Regions from separate parts of the Mus musculus genome. Here regions 2 and 3 are each linked to region 1. The links are chromatin contacts, called in public Hi-C and Micro-C maps. All regions are on one chromosome and are shown on one strand. The core of a region is the stretch at or near the end of the contact, and the rest is flanking DNA. Distances in the headings are between cores, read along the strand shown. Region 1 has its middle 140 kb from the start of Gm31892. Region 2 has its middle 50 kb from the start of Gm51586. Region 3 has its middle 13 kb from the start of Gm32005.

The links. Hi-C and Micro-C count contacts between places; a contact is called where the count stands out from the background.
Region 2: a contact with region 1 is called in a Micro-C map of the G1E-ER4 cell line. The contact joins two enhancer-like sites. A contact is called at or near these places in 3 of 39 promoter capture datasets (embryonic stem cells, liver and stem cell-derived epiblast-like cells), 1 of 15 datasets of contacts at CTCF or cohesin (embryonic stem cells), 15 of 484 Hi-C or Micro-C datasets (the G1E-ER4 cell line, the HL-1 cell line, Sertoli cells and 6 more), 9 of 115 datasets of contacts at active chromatin or transcription factors (embryonic stem cells, large pre-B cells and stem cell-derived neural progenitor cells) and 1 of 9 other capture datasets (embryonic stem cells).
Region 3: a Hi-C map of the G1E-ER4 cell line shows a contact between it and region 1, with 2.6 times the contacts expected there. The contact joins two enhancer-like sites. A contact is called at or near these places in 1 of 15 datasets of contacts at CTCF or cohesin (the G1E-ER4 cell line), 1 of 484 Hi-C or Micro-C datasets (the G1E-ER4 cell line) and 1 of 115 datasets of contacts at active chromatin or transcription factors (embryonic stem cells).

What each region holds. Positions count from the first base shown.
Region 1 is chr8:96,149,736-96,153,715 of GRCm38.p6, forward strand. No RefSeq gene overlaps it. Among named protein-coding and RNA genes, the nearest start is that of Gm31892, 140 kb to the left of the region's middle. Within about 2 kb of position 1,711, at least 18 of the 459 cell types and tissues checked have an H3K27ac peak or open chromatin away from gene starts, as enhancers often do. A contact at or near this core is called in the G1E-ER4 cell line, where this site is marked.
Region 2 is chr8:95,950,602-95,954,581 of GRCm38.p6, forward strand. No RefSeq gene overlaps it. Among named protein-coding and RNA genes, the nearest start is that of Gm51586, 50 kb to the left of the region's middle. Within about 2 kb of position 1,795, at least 28 of the 459 cell types and tissues checked have an H3K27ac peak or open chromatin away from gene starts, as enhancers often do. A contact at or near this core is called in the G1E-ER4 cell line, where this site is marked.
Region 3 is chr8:96,294,583-96,298,562 of GRCm38.p6, forward strand. No RefSeq gene overlaps it. Among named protein-coding and RNA genes, the nearest start is that of Gm32005, 13 kb to the right of the region's middle. Within about 2 kb of position 1,884, at least 1 of the 459 cell types and tissues checked has an H3K27ac peak or open chromatin away from gene starts, as enhancers often do. A contact at or near this core is called in the G1E-ER4 cell line, where this site is marked.

The DNA.
Region 1 (3,980 bases), core at 461-2,960:
CATGCTGATACAACTCTGGAAATCAGTTTGGTGGTTCCTCAGAAAATTGGACATAGTACTACTGGAGGACCCAGCTAAACCACTCCTGAGCATATACCCAAAAGATGCTCCAACATATAACAAGGGTATATGCTCTACTGTGTTCATAGCAGCCTTATTTATAATAGCAAGAAGCTGGAAAGAACCCAACAGAGAAATGTCCCTCAACAGAGAAATGGTACATTTATACAATGGAATACTACACAGCTACTAAAAACAATGAATTCATGAAATTCATAGGCAAATGGATGGGAGTAGAAAATATCATCCTGAGTGAGGTAACCCAATTCCAAAAGAACACACATGATATGCATTCACTGATAAGTGGGTATTAGCTCAGAACCCAGAATTCCCAAGATACAATTCACAGACCAAATGAAGCCCAAGAAGAAGGAAGTTCCTTCTTAGAAGGAGGAACAAAATATTTATGCGAGGAGATACAGAGATAGAGTTTGGAGCAGAGACTGAAGCACAGACCATCAAGAGACTGCCCCAGCTGGGGATCCATCCCACATACAGTAACAAACCCAGACACTATTGTGGATGCCAACAAAAGCTTGGTGACAGAAGCCTGATATAGCTGTCTCCTGAGAGGCTCTGCCCATGCCTGACAAATACAGAGGGAGATGCTCATAGTCAACCAATGGACTGAACAAAGGGTCCCCAATGGAAGAGCTAGAGAAAGGACCCAAGGAGCTGAAGGGGTTTGCAGCCCCAAAGGAGGAACAATATGAACTAACCAGTACCCCCAGAGTTTCCAGGGACTATACCACCAACCAAAGAGTACACATGGAGGGACCTATGGCTCCAGTTGGATATGTAGCAGAGGATAGCATTGTTGGACATCAATGGGAGGAGAGGCCCTTGGTCCTGAGAAGGCTCCATGTCCAGTGTTGGGGAATGCCAGGACAGGGAATCGGGAATGGGTGGGTTGGTGAGCAGGGATGGGGGGGCGGGATGAGATAGGGGGTTTCGGAAGGGAAACCAGGAAAGGAGATAACGTTTGAAATTTAAATAAGGAAAACATCTAATAATAAAAAAAAGAAATAAAAAGAGAGACAGGAAACAAATCAATCCTTTGGTGGCCCGTGTTTACTGCTTTGAGAGAGCATGCTGGACACTGTATGGGAGAAGAAAGCCGACGGGCAGCCAAGGCCCTGTGTTGAGTTGAGAAGACTGAGGTGCTGAAGATGTGCGGGTTCTCTACAGAGAATCTCAGAGTGGAGAGTACTTACCAGTGACGCTCATCAGCGTGTGGGAGATCGCACAAGTCCACTCAGACCGTGTGTGGGCGGCACTCAGGTATTGTGTAGGGGAAAGCACACGTTTTTTACTCTGATCACGAGTTTCTGAGGGAGGCCACTTGAAGACTCGTGTTGTCATCTTTTCCTGACCACTCTGAGGCAGACTCATTAGGGAGACGAAGCAGGTCGCTAGAGATAAGAAGGCGGCCGACGCTGGTATCAAATGTTGGCGAGCAAGCAAATCCGATAAGGACTCCAGCTTGGCAGGCTGCTGGCAGGAAACAGATTGCCACCTCAAATGGGGGTGGTTTGAGGTGAGGAGTCTTACTGAATAAAGAGACTTAGCCAAAGTGTAGGCAGGCCGAGGGGACTCCACGACACGGTGCTTTTTAAAAGCCTCGGATAGAGGAGGGTGGCGATGAGGCTGGCTACCAGTGGCAAGAGTTGGAAGAGGAGCAGTTACAGAACGCAGCACGAGGAAGCTTTGTGGAGACCAGCTGAGGGACTCTATTTTTAAAATCTAAATTTTCAATCGGCACAGTAACTGTACATGCATTTGAGGTATAGTGTGATATTTCAATGCATGCTTATGATGCATAAGGATCATATCAGGGAAACTGACAAATCCTTACCTCAAACACCTGTTATTTAAAAATCTTAGCTAGTAATTATTAACTAGAGTTACCCTGCTGTGTTGCCACACATTAGTAGCTTCTCCAACCCCGTACCTGTTAACCATCCCTCTCCACCTCGCCCTGCCCTTTCCTCCCCAGTCTCTGTAGCCACCATCCTCTGAGATGAACTATCTCCCTTTGCGTATATCAGTATGGCAACTATTTTTCTGCACCTGTTTATTTCACTTAATGTCCTTTAGACTCATCCAGGGCATAGACAGAAAAATGACAGGATTTCGTTCTATATTTTTTCCTCAATGAAAAGCTCTCTCTTTGCATGAAAGGACTCTGCTCTGCTTTGACTAACCCCAGTTGGAAACAAGGTAGTAAGCTGATATGATTCGTTTAGATTGGGATCTACAAACGGGGCATCTTGGAGGAGACTCGGGAGTGGGTCGGAAGAGGGTGAGCACAGAGACTGCCAAACCCAATTGGCTGCTGGAGATTACCACGAAAGATCACCGGACAGCTTCCGAGGCAGCAGTGACTTTGAGGGTGGGTTGCAGAAAGTGAAACAAGGCTAGGTGGGGGCTACCGTGAAACAGAGAGTCTGGAGGAGTGTCTGGGAGTACATTTTGGGTGGTATGTATGAGTCAAGCTGGCAGCTGCCCTTCACGGTTCCATGGTGAGCTATAGAAAACCACAGGCTCAGAATAGTTTCCTGATTTCCTAAGAGCGCTATGTAATTTTCCAGAGTGCTGGGGATGACAAAGATAGATCCAAGTAACAGGCACAAATGAGGACCAGCGTGTAAGAGAATGTGGGTTCTCCTCTATAGTCCGTGAAACGCATAGACAATTTCTACACTGGGAATTGTGACTGTTCGCCCATGTGTCTATGTTTCCCGTGTGAAAGCAGGAATTGGTGTTTACCCAGCTTCCTATCCCTACAATAAGTACCAGGGAGAGTAAGTTACAAAGATAGCAAGCTTGTTTTGAGTCACTCATTTGGAGGTTTCAGGCTATGATGGGTAGGTAGGCTCCTCATTTTGGGGCAGGCAGCACTTCATGGTGGGAGCAAACATTGGGGAAACTGCCAAAAATGAGAGACAGTGAGGAACTGATTTTATTTCCATCTCGATGTTACTTTTTTTGTGTCTGAGACAGTGCTACCTTGTAGCAAGCTTGCAGTGATCCTTCTGCCTGTCTCACGTGTGCTGGATTACAAACGGGCGGGTATTCTGTCTCCAATTTGATATTAAAACATTCTGTTGAATTTATGATTATGCTAAATATATTTCTCTTGTTTAAGAAATATTCTTAGCCTTATTTATTTTCATTTCATTTTTGCATCGCATGGATGTTTGGCTCCCTTGTATGTCAGTGCACCGCATGCATGCAGTACTTATAATGGCCAGAAGAGGGCACCAGATACCGTGATATTGGCGTTACAGCCCGGTGTGAGCCTCCAAGCAGGTGTTGAGTATCAAACCAGGGCCATCTGGAGGAGCTGCAAAGCTCCTAGCTCTTGGGCCGTTTCTCCAGCTCCATTCAGTACTATTTTCCAACCCTTTGATTTTTTTGACAGTGTCTATCTCTCTGTGACATTATATTACTTGAAATAAATTTTTGTTTACTAACAAAACACAAATATGAAGTCCCATACTAGTAAATTAATCTGGATGACAAATCAGTAAACCTAGAAATTCAAGGTTCTCAGAAGAAGGTGAAATTAGAATCTCAAAGATGTGGCCTGGCAAGTCCAGGGTGGGTTTTGCAACTCCCCTCTCTACAGACAGAAGCACATAGAGAAGAAATTAATCCATTTAAAATAAAAGAGGGCTGGAGAGTTGACTCAGCACTTAAGAACATTGTTGCTTTTGACCTGGGTTCTGTTCCCAGCACCTATATCAGCTAGCATCTTACAAACTGTTTGTAATTCCAGTGGATTTGACACCCCTTTTGGCCTTCTTGGGCACCTGTATGCATATGGTACAAACCCCCAAAACCCAACAACACCTCAGAGTTATTAAATCAAATTGAGCTTAGTATTTCTTGATTTTCCTGGCTTGTGTTAACTGTCT
Region 2 (3,980 bases), core at 545-3,044, 200 kb before region 1:
TTAACAATACTATAACAACTTAATGTGTTTTCCTCTTTGCACCAGGCACCTCACATATATTAACACATTTATTATTCAGAAGAGCACTTAATTATAGCTACCATTATTGCTGCTTTATGGATGAAGAAATCAGAGTTCAGTGGGAAGAGTTGCCAAAATTCACCAGCTAGCAAGTAGCAAATGTGCCGTGAACTCCTCAGATTATTCACGATGAGAACCTCCCTGGAAGTTACAGATGCGTGCCATTCCCTTGGTTTATCTTTTCTGACTCAGCTGAGGTGGACTTTAAACATCAGTCCCGTGGTTTCTTAGGCATCTTTCTCATCTTCTGTCTCCAGAATTTGATACAGCCATGAAGGGAGATAGCTGTTTCCGATGAGCTCAGATACAAAAAAGGAACTTTTTTTTTTTTTTTTTTTTTTTTTTTTAAACCAAGGAAGAATGAGAGTTGGCTGAAATGTACCAGAGTCATTCCCAAGATGCCCTGTGGGTTCTCAGAAGCTCTCTGGTGATTGGGCTCCAGGCAGCACACTAACCCGCTCTCTGTATTCTCTCTTGCTTTTTTTATGCTGACCCTATCCACTCCTGCTTTCGGTCCCTCTCTTCCCCAGCCCCTCCCCTCCTTTCATTATCTCCTTTCTTTCCAGATAGGGTCCCAGCATCTTGCTTTGTATCCCGGGGTGGCTTGGAACTCACTGGGCCGCCCCCAACCTGTGAGCACCCCGCCTCAGCCTCTGCAGTGCTGGGCTTTCTGGGACGTTCCACTTGGCCACACTTCTGCTTCTTGACATTATTTTTCTTCAACTCCTTGCCTCTGGCTCTGTTAGCAGGGGAGTCTACATCAAAACACGGGGTAATCAGATGTATATAGCAAGGTCATACTCCCTGGAGGCCCCCTAAAGGAACACCAGATATTTGAATCTGTTAAGCTGTCAAGATCCTCTACGCCACTCCCTTATCAGAAATGACTTGTTTAAAATACATAAGGCAAATCTGGAAAAAGCAAACATTTTAGTTTGCTAATAGTGATGTATATGAAAACCAAAACAACAACCAAACAAAACCAAAATAAACTGAAGAAAAAATTAAGTAATTGACCTTGAGTTTTTGATCCCTTCTGTTTCAGCCTCTTGAGCTGACCGTTACAGGTGTGTAGCTGCTTTAAGCAAAGGAAGAAAGAGAGAAATAAAGATACAAATGGATTTTTTTGGTGGGATGTGTGGTGGTTAAAGTAATCTGGAATTTTCTCCTCATTTTTTGATGTTTCTATAACTTTAGAGGCAGCTGAATGTGCAACTTTCTTTACAAGCATGATTTTGGATCGCCTCTTGGGTCATGAACGATGGAGGACGCGAGGGGGCAGTCTCACCCCAGGCTAGATCTCGATTTTCTTCTCCAGCTGTGTGAGCGCTGCCATCGTTCTCCGTTCTTTTTTTGAAGGATCAGCGTCCACTGTGCAACTCAGATCCGCCGCTTCGCAGCTGCCCCCAGGGCTCGCTGATTACAGAAAGGACTCCTCGGATTCCAAAGCCGCACCTTCGCTTCTTCGCTTCCCTAGTGTTTTTTTTTCTTTCTTTCTTTCTTTCTTTCTTTCTTTCTTTCTTTCTTTCTTTCTTTCTTTCTTTCTTTCTTTCTTTCTTTCTTTCTTTCTTTCTTTCTTTCTTTCTTTCTTTCTTTCTTTCTTTCTTTCTTTCTTTCTTTCTTTCTTTCTTTTTTTTCCCCCTCTCCCCACACTGGCCCCAAACTCAGGCGAGAATTATCCTGTTTGAGCAAGAGCGACAGCCCCTCCCGCCCGCCTGGGTCCAGAGAACTGCTCTTCTGGAAAAGGACTTCTTTTGTCTGGGTGCCGTTACCCAATCCTCCGGCTTTAAATGACAATGAGGGCGTAACTCTCAATTTGATGTGGATCTTAGGTTTGAATATTTTTCATCCACGTGTCTAGTTGATTTTTCTCGAGGATATTCTCCATCCCTTAGCTCAGGGATGAACTTGGGATCCTCAAACCTCGGCCTCCCAAGGTTTGCTATTAAAAGTGTGTGTGTGTGTGTGTGTGTGTGTGAGAAAGAGAGAGAGAGAGAGAGAGAATATGAGAGTTTCTACCATTCACATCCACTTCCCTTAAGCTGTTTTTCTCATTCAATGACATATGAATACTTATTCTGATTTTCAAACCCAAACCCCGCCCCTTCCTGTCTCTTTTCTGACTCCTCCCACATTCAGCCAATCTGATGCCACTTCCGAAGTGTTCCTTCATTCCGACTGCTGTCAATACAGGTAGACAATGCACACTGTCTAATTGCTGTTGGATATCTCTTACCTCAGTTTTCATTTCTCTGCATTGAAAATATTAAAAAAGTCTTCTCTACTAGATATTTTGAAATATACAATTAATCCGGGCCTGGCGGTACACCCCTTTAATCCCAGCACTCCGGAGGCAGAGGCAGGATAATCTCTGAGTTTGAGGCTAGCCTGGTCTACAGAGTGAGTTCCAGGACAGCCAGGGATATACAGAGAGGCCCTGTCTCAAAAACAAATAAATGAACAAATAAAAAGCAAAGGAGAAAAACAAATTTTACTTTGGCTCAAGGTTTTGCGGGGTGGTGTAGTTCATGGTAAGTTGGTCCCCTGGCTTTGGGGCCCTGTGATAATGCAGAGTAGCCTTATGATGGGGCACGGAAGAACAAAACCAACTTATGTCAGGTCAGGGGATAAAGAATGGGAGAAGGAAGAGGAAGAGACTTGTAGCCTAGAGTCTTCTCAATCCATGCTCTCTGTGCGCTAAACACCTTTGGATAAGTCTCTCCTTCTAAAGTTTCTGTCATTTATCAATAGAACCAAACTGATTACATATGGAGTGTTCGGGAAAGAGGCATCCAAAAAATAGCATCAGTCCTTCATTTCTGATCATCTCTGAACAGCAGTGCCTGTTTCATCCATAGCATTTGTTTATTGGTTTAGCCATCTTTCTTCCTCGACTAGAATTGTGAGGGGTAGGATCACGCCTGGTTTGGATGTTGGATCACATCCTGCAGACAAATGAGGCTGAACACGTGCAAGATGCTCAACAGAAGTTTACTGAGCAAATAAACACACAGGTGGAATTCCCACCCGTGACCTGTGGAGGTAGGGTCGCATGCGTCTCTCTGACCTTAAATGAATCACTTTGTGCCCTTGAGCAGGTTCCTTCTTTCAGGTTTGGATTCTCCTGTGATGTGTTGATTTTAATTCTCGAGCAGATTTTTCTTACCTTGTTCATGTGCGTTTTGTTAGATACTTAGGAAGTTTTTGAGGTGTTATGAATGAAAAGCCTCTTGCTGTCTAAAAGTTTTAAAGACCCTTAAAACTGGTGGGAGACACTAAGATTTAATATTTCTCATCGTTCCATCCACTCACTTTTATGTAATGAATAAAAACCTCAGCTTTCCAAAGCTTTTGAAGTCCTGACACTGGCCCTAGATCGTGGAATGCACGGATCAACCCTTCCAAGATGGAGGCTCCTTGATTGGATGGGCAGCGGGGCAGGCTGTGCGAGCTCTCTTGTTAAGCCTTTAGCTAAGTGCTAACCCGATTTGAAACCCTGGACCTGTTATTTCCCAAACAGTTTAAACATAGCATATCCATCCTGTGCCCATGTACTTTAGGTTTTTATCCAAAGGAGGCAACAATTACAGGCTCCGAGGATGTCAAAGTGCTATTCATAACCAGCCAGAAAAGGTCATCAAATAAATACTTTGATGTCTGCTAAGAAGGACGATTAGCCAGTCTTGACTCTGTGTTCACCCAGATCCTGGGATGTGGGAGTTTTTAATTCCCTCTCAGTTTCTTGACTGTGCTGGGATTCTGATGTGCTTCCAAGCGCTCATTTCTTCAAAGCCCTTTCATCCACCCTGTTGCCTGTACTTTAAGATCCCCCCTCCCTCCTCCTCCCCTACATTTGGGTCACCCTGTACCAAAGGAGAAGGTTATCTGGGCTGTTAAAC
Region 3 (3,980 bases), core at 634-3,133, 150 kb after region 1:
TGGCTACAAATGGCTGCAATTCAAAATAAAAATGGAGCATTATCATATATACACATGCTGAGGAGATAACTAGATGATAATCAGGACCATGTATATGCAGAAAGGAGAGATACAGTCAATGATGTAATAAGAACCAGTGAACTTTGTATGTGGTGTAGTTATCTTGAGGGGGGGAAATTCCATTATTTAATACTGATATTTGAGAGTGCTGTGGGGCTAGCTTTTTTACCTCCATTTACTGAGAGCTTTGCAAAATGACCTTAAAGTTATATCGCCACAATACAGATTGCCTTATATTTTTGTTTGCCCTCTGCATTTACAGAGAGTCAAAGTAAGCATGAATTGAATAATGAGACACTGCTTTCTGCAGAGCAGTGGTTTTTTTAAAAAAGTGTAGCATGTCATTAACTCACTCTTTTCAAAGGGAGTTCAAATCAGTGTGTTAATGGAAGGATTTATTAACCAGCTGACTGAGACCCTACTCCATTAGAATAGAAACCTTGGTAGGCAAGGAGAATATCTTCCAGTGCTGATCATCTCAGTGTCCAAGATTGAGAGGTTGGGCTCACAAACCAAGAGGTTTACACTGCACTCTGAGAGGAAAGGGTTTGCTCATTTGGGTTTTGGAGCCAGAGACTACTGGTGTTGGGCACTAAGATCAGACACTTATTTTTCTGGAAGTGAACCACCAGTGCCCATGGCATCTGGCAGCTTCTGTAGTCTTCAGCTTTGGCAGCAGTGGTAGCAAATAGCAAGAATTGGCATAGATGGTGGTGTTTTCTGTGTGTGTGTGGTGTGTGTGGTGTGTGTGTGTGTGTGTGTGTGTGTGTGTGTGTGTGTGTGTGTGTGATATCATCTAATGCTGGAGTTCTGAGTGGTACCATCTAATACTGGTCTTAGGTGGTGCTGGGATTATCAAACTCTGTGGTGTCAAGGATTGCTGATTAAGAGTTAGTATAATATATTCAGCTCTTGATAGAAGCAAGCAGTACAGCTCTGGGGAGTTGATGTCCCCAGCTAGCCTAAGGTTTTCCTTACAGATCTTAAACCAGATATCTGAGGTCCTTTGGCTGTTCTCTGGAATCCTTAGTAACCAGGGTCCACAGTTTCTCTTATTCAGCTCTTCATATCCATCGTCACCTCTGTTCTCCATTGGCCTACTCTTGCCCTGAGACTCTTCAGGAGCCCTCTTGTTGCTACTGCCAACTTGCACTCTGCTACTGTTACCAGCTTTCAGTCTGATCAACTAATAAAGATCAAAAATAGTTTTTTTGTTTTTTAAACATCTGGGAGAAGCTTTTATTTGGCCTAGTGTTGTAGCAGCAGAGGCAACACAGGAGGCTGTCTTCTGATGCCTTAAATGTGCCAGATGGCCTATTCATAGACACAAAGGCAGTGTGATAAGGGTGCTTGCTTTAATAATGGCACAGTCCCAATCACCCGCATCAATCATGGAGTTCCGAACCCACAGATGAGGAACTGGTTTGAACCAATGGTAGGTCTTCTGGGAGGCCACCAAGAGCAAGTGCTCCTCCTCTGATCTGCCCGAATGAAAATGGCTGCAAGGTTATCTTTAGATAGATTAGTGTGATTCTTCCTACTGAAAGAACACAGGTGGAGCTGAGAGATTTATGAGTCAATATATTTGTTATTTTTTTTTAGCCTTTAAAAAAAACTAACAGGTAGAGAATACAGACACCCCTGCCCTGCCCTGTCCCGCAAAGTTGAACCTGCATTAAGTTTCAGTCTAATGCACTTACTATTTCTGCTATTTTCTGATTAGACTTGTCTTACTTGTCTAATTTTGCAGGAGAATTCATTTTACAGATGTTCTCACTTATCCTCTGAGGCCAGATGGGGCATAAATCTTAACAAGTAAGCACAAAATAGGATAAACGATCACTACCCAGGTTAGTTTGTATCATAAAAATGAATCCTATAAGCATGTAAATGTATGTAATTTTGAAATAAAATACCATCTGCTTTTACATCAAGAGATCCCATTAATTATCTATCCATGTTATTCTGTGGACATTCATCTTAGAGAGATAAAAAATGAAATTATCTAAATATGTAGTACTCAGTACTATTGCTTGTGCCAAATTAAAAAACATTTTTTTTTTCAATAAAGTGTGCTTAACTGAGTTAGGGTTTAAAGTCTGGAAGCAGTAGATTTCCCCAGAGTTGCATCAGATACTAGAATCAAGGGTTATTAACATTACAAAGAGCACCACTGTCCTACAGTGTCCCCGTTATCATTTTGAGCAGCTGCCTCAAGGCAACACATTTAACCTTGGGAAATGTGATAGAAATTGTGCATAGTCAAAACTGCAGTAGATTCCCTCAACTGGGATCTACCGTTAAGTGTTATTTAGCTGCAACACAACAGAAAGATGAAGCCCTTATCGCTTGATGTTTATCATTTCATTCTGAGTCCCTCAGTGCCGTTACATTACTTATAAACAGCAATATACCATTTGCTGGCAGGACATGGTTTTCCCTATTGAGAACGTTATTACAAAGAAAGGCCTCTGGAAAAGGTGTGTTAAATATTTAAAGATGGAGGCACATATAATTTTCCCCTAGGTATCTTAGTGCAAGATGCACAAGTTTGCATTTTGTTTTTTAAACTTAGGTTTTGGTTTCTATTTTGACAGAAAAAGGGCAGTTTATGTGATTACTTGCTAAGATTAGAAATGCTTTGGAAGAGGTACTGCTAAGTAGTCAAGATCCTGACATCTTGACTTCCCTTCAAGAATGGACTGTAATTTGGAATTATGAGCTAAATAAATCCTTTCTTCCTTAAATTGTGTTTATCAGAGTGGCCGTATTGTATAGTATGGACATCTAGTATAGTCCATACAGAAAAGTATACAACATCAGTATGTGTTTTGTTTATTTAATTTTCTAAGTATATTCATTATGTGTGTGTGCATATATGTTCCATGTCTTATCGTAGCAATGGGAAATGAAACTAAGATATACACATTCTGGTTTGCCTGTTGTTTGGAGAAGTTTTTTGATCTCCTTTTGTATGAATTGCCTAGAATATCTCTGTATCACAAGTTTAGTTTGAATCTCTTGAATTCGAGAAGACACAAGCAAATTAAAGCTATAAGGTGTAAGTAAGAATAACAGGGTCACACCTACTGATGACTGCAGAAAAAGCAGGAGACGAGAAAGCCATGACTATGACTGTCCCAGGATAGTTAGTTTTCCATAGCTTCCCCTCAGGAGTGAGATCCCTTGGATTGTAGACAAATGTGCAACAGAAACCACACTAGTTCTTGTATATTGAGACCATTTGAGAATAAAAAGGACAATTTTAAGAAGGAAAGCAATGGTAGAGTAGATTAGGAAGAAAGTAGAATACTCAGCCCTGAACTAAATGTCTTTATCGAAAGCTTCCCCTCAGAGCTCAGGGATCTATGAAGAAGAAGAGGAGGAGGAAGTCAGATTTTATGAGCCAGAGGTGGTGAGTGACACAAAGAAAACAGCATTGCTGCACGGATGAGCTCTTAGAGACTGAGACAGCATGTAAAAGACCTGCACACATTAAAACCAGACAAAAATCCAACACAGAGAAGTCCCACTACTAACCCAGAAGCTATTTGCAATTGAGAAGTAAGTGGAGAGGGAAAATTATTATTATTTTCCTCAGTGGAATAACACAAAGTATACCAAATACAGTCCTGGGCAGGCCTCATGCTCAGGAGTAGTTGGCTAACACAAATAAGACTATACTTTAAAATTTTGTGTGTGTGTGTTTTTAAAGAGAGATAAAAAAACATGAAGTTGGGAAGTAGTGGTGGAGTCTGGTACAAGTTGGAGGAGAGGGAAGAATGCCATCAAAATGCATTGAATGAAAAATTGTTTAAAAAAACCCAAAATGTATTGAATGAATATACACACACACACAGAAATTTAAAAACAAATGGATTTGGATAGCTCTAACCATTAATAATCAGACCCCCCTGTCC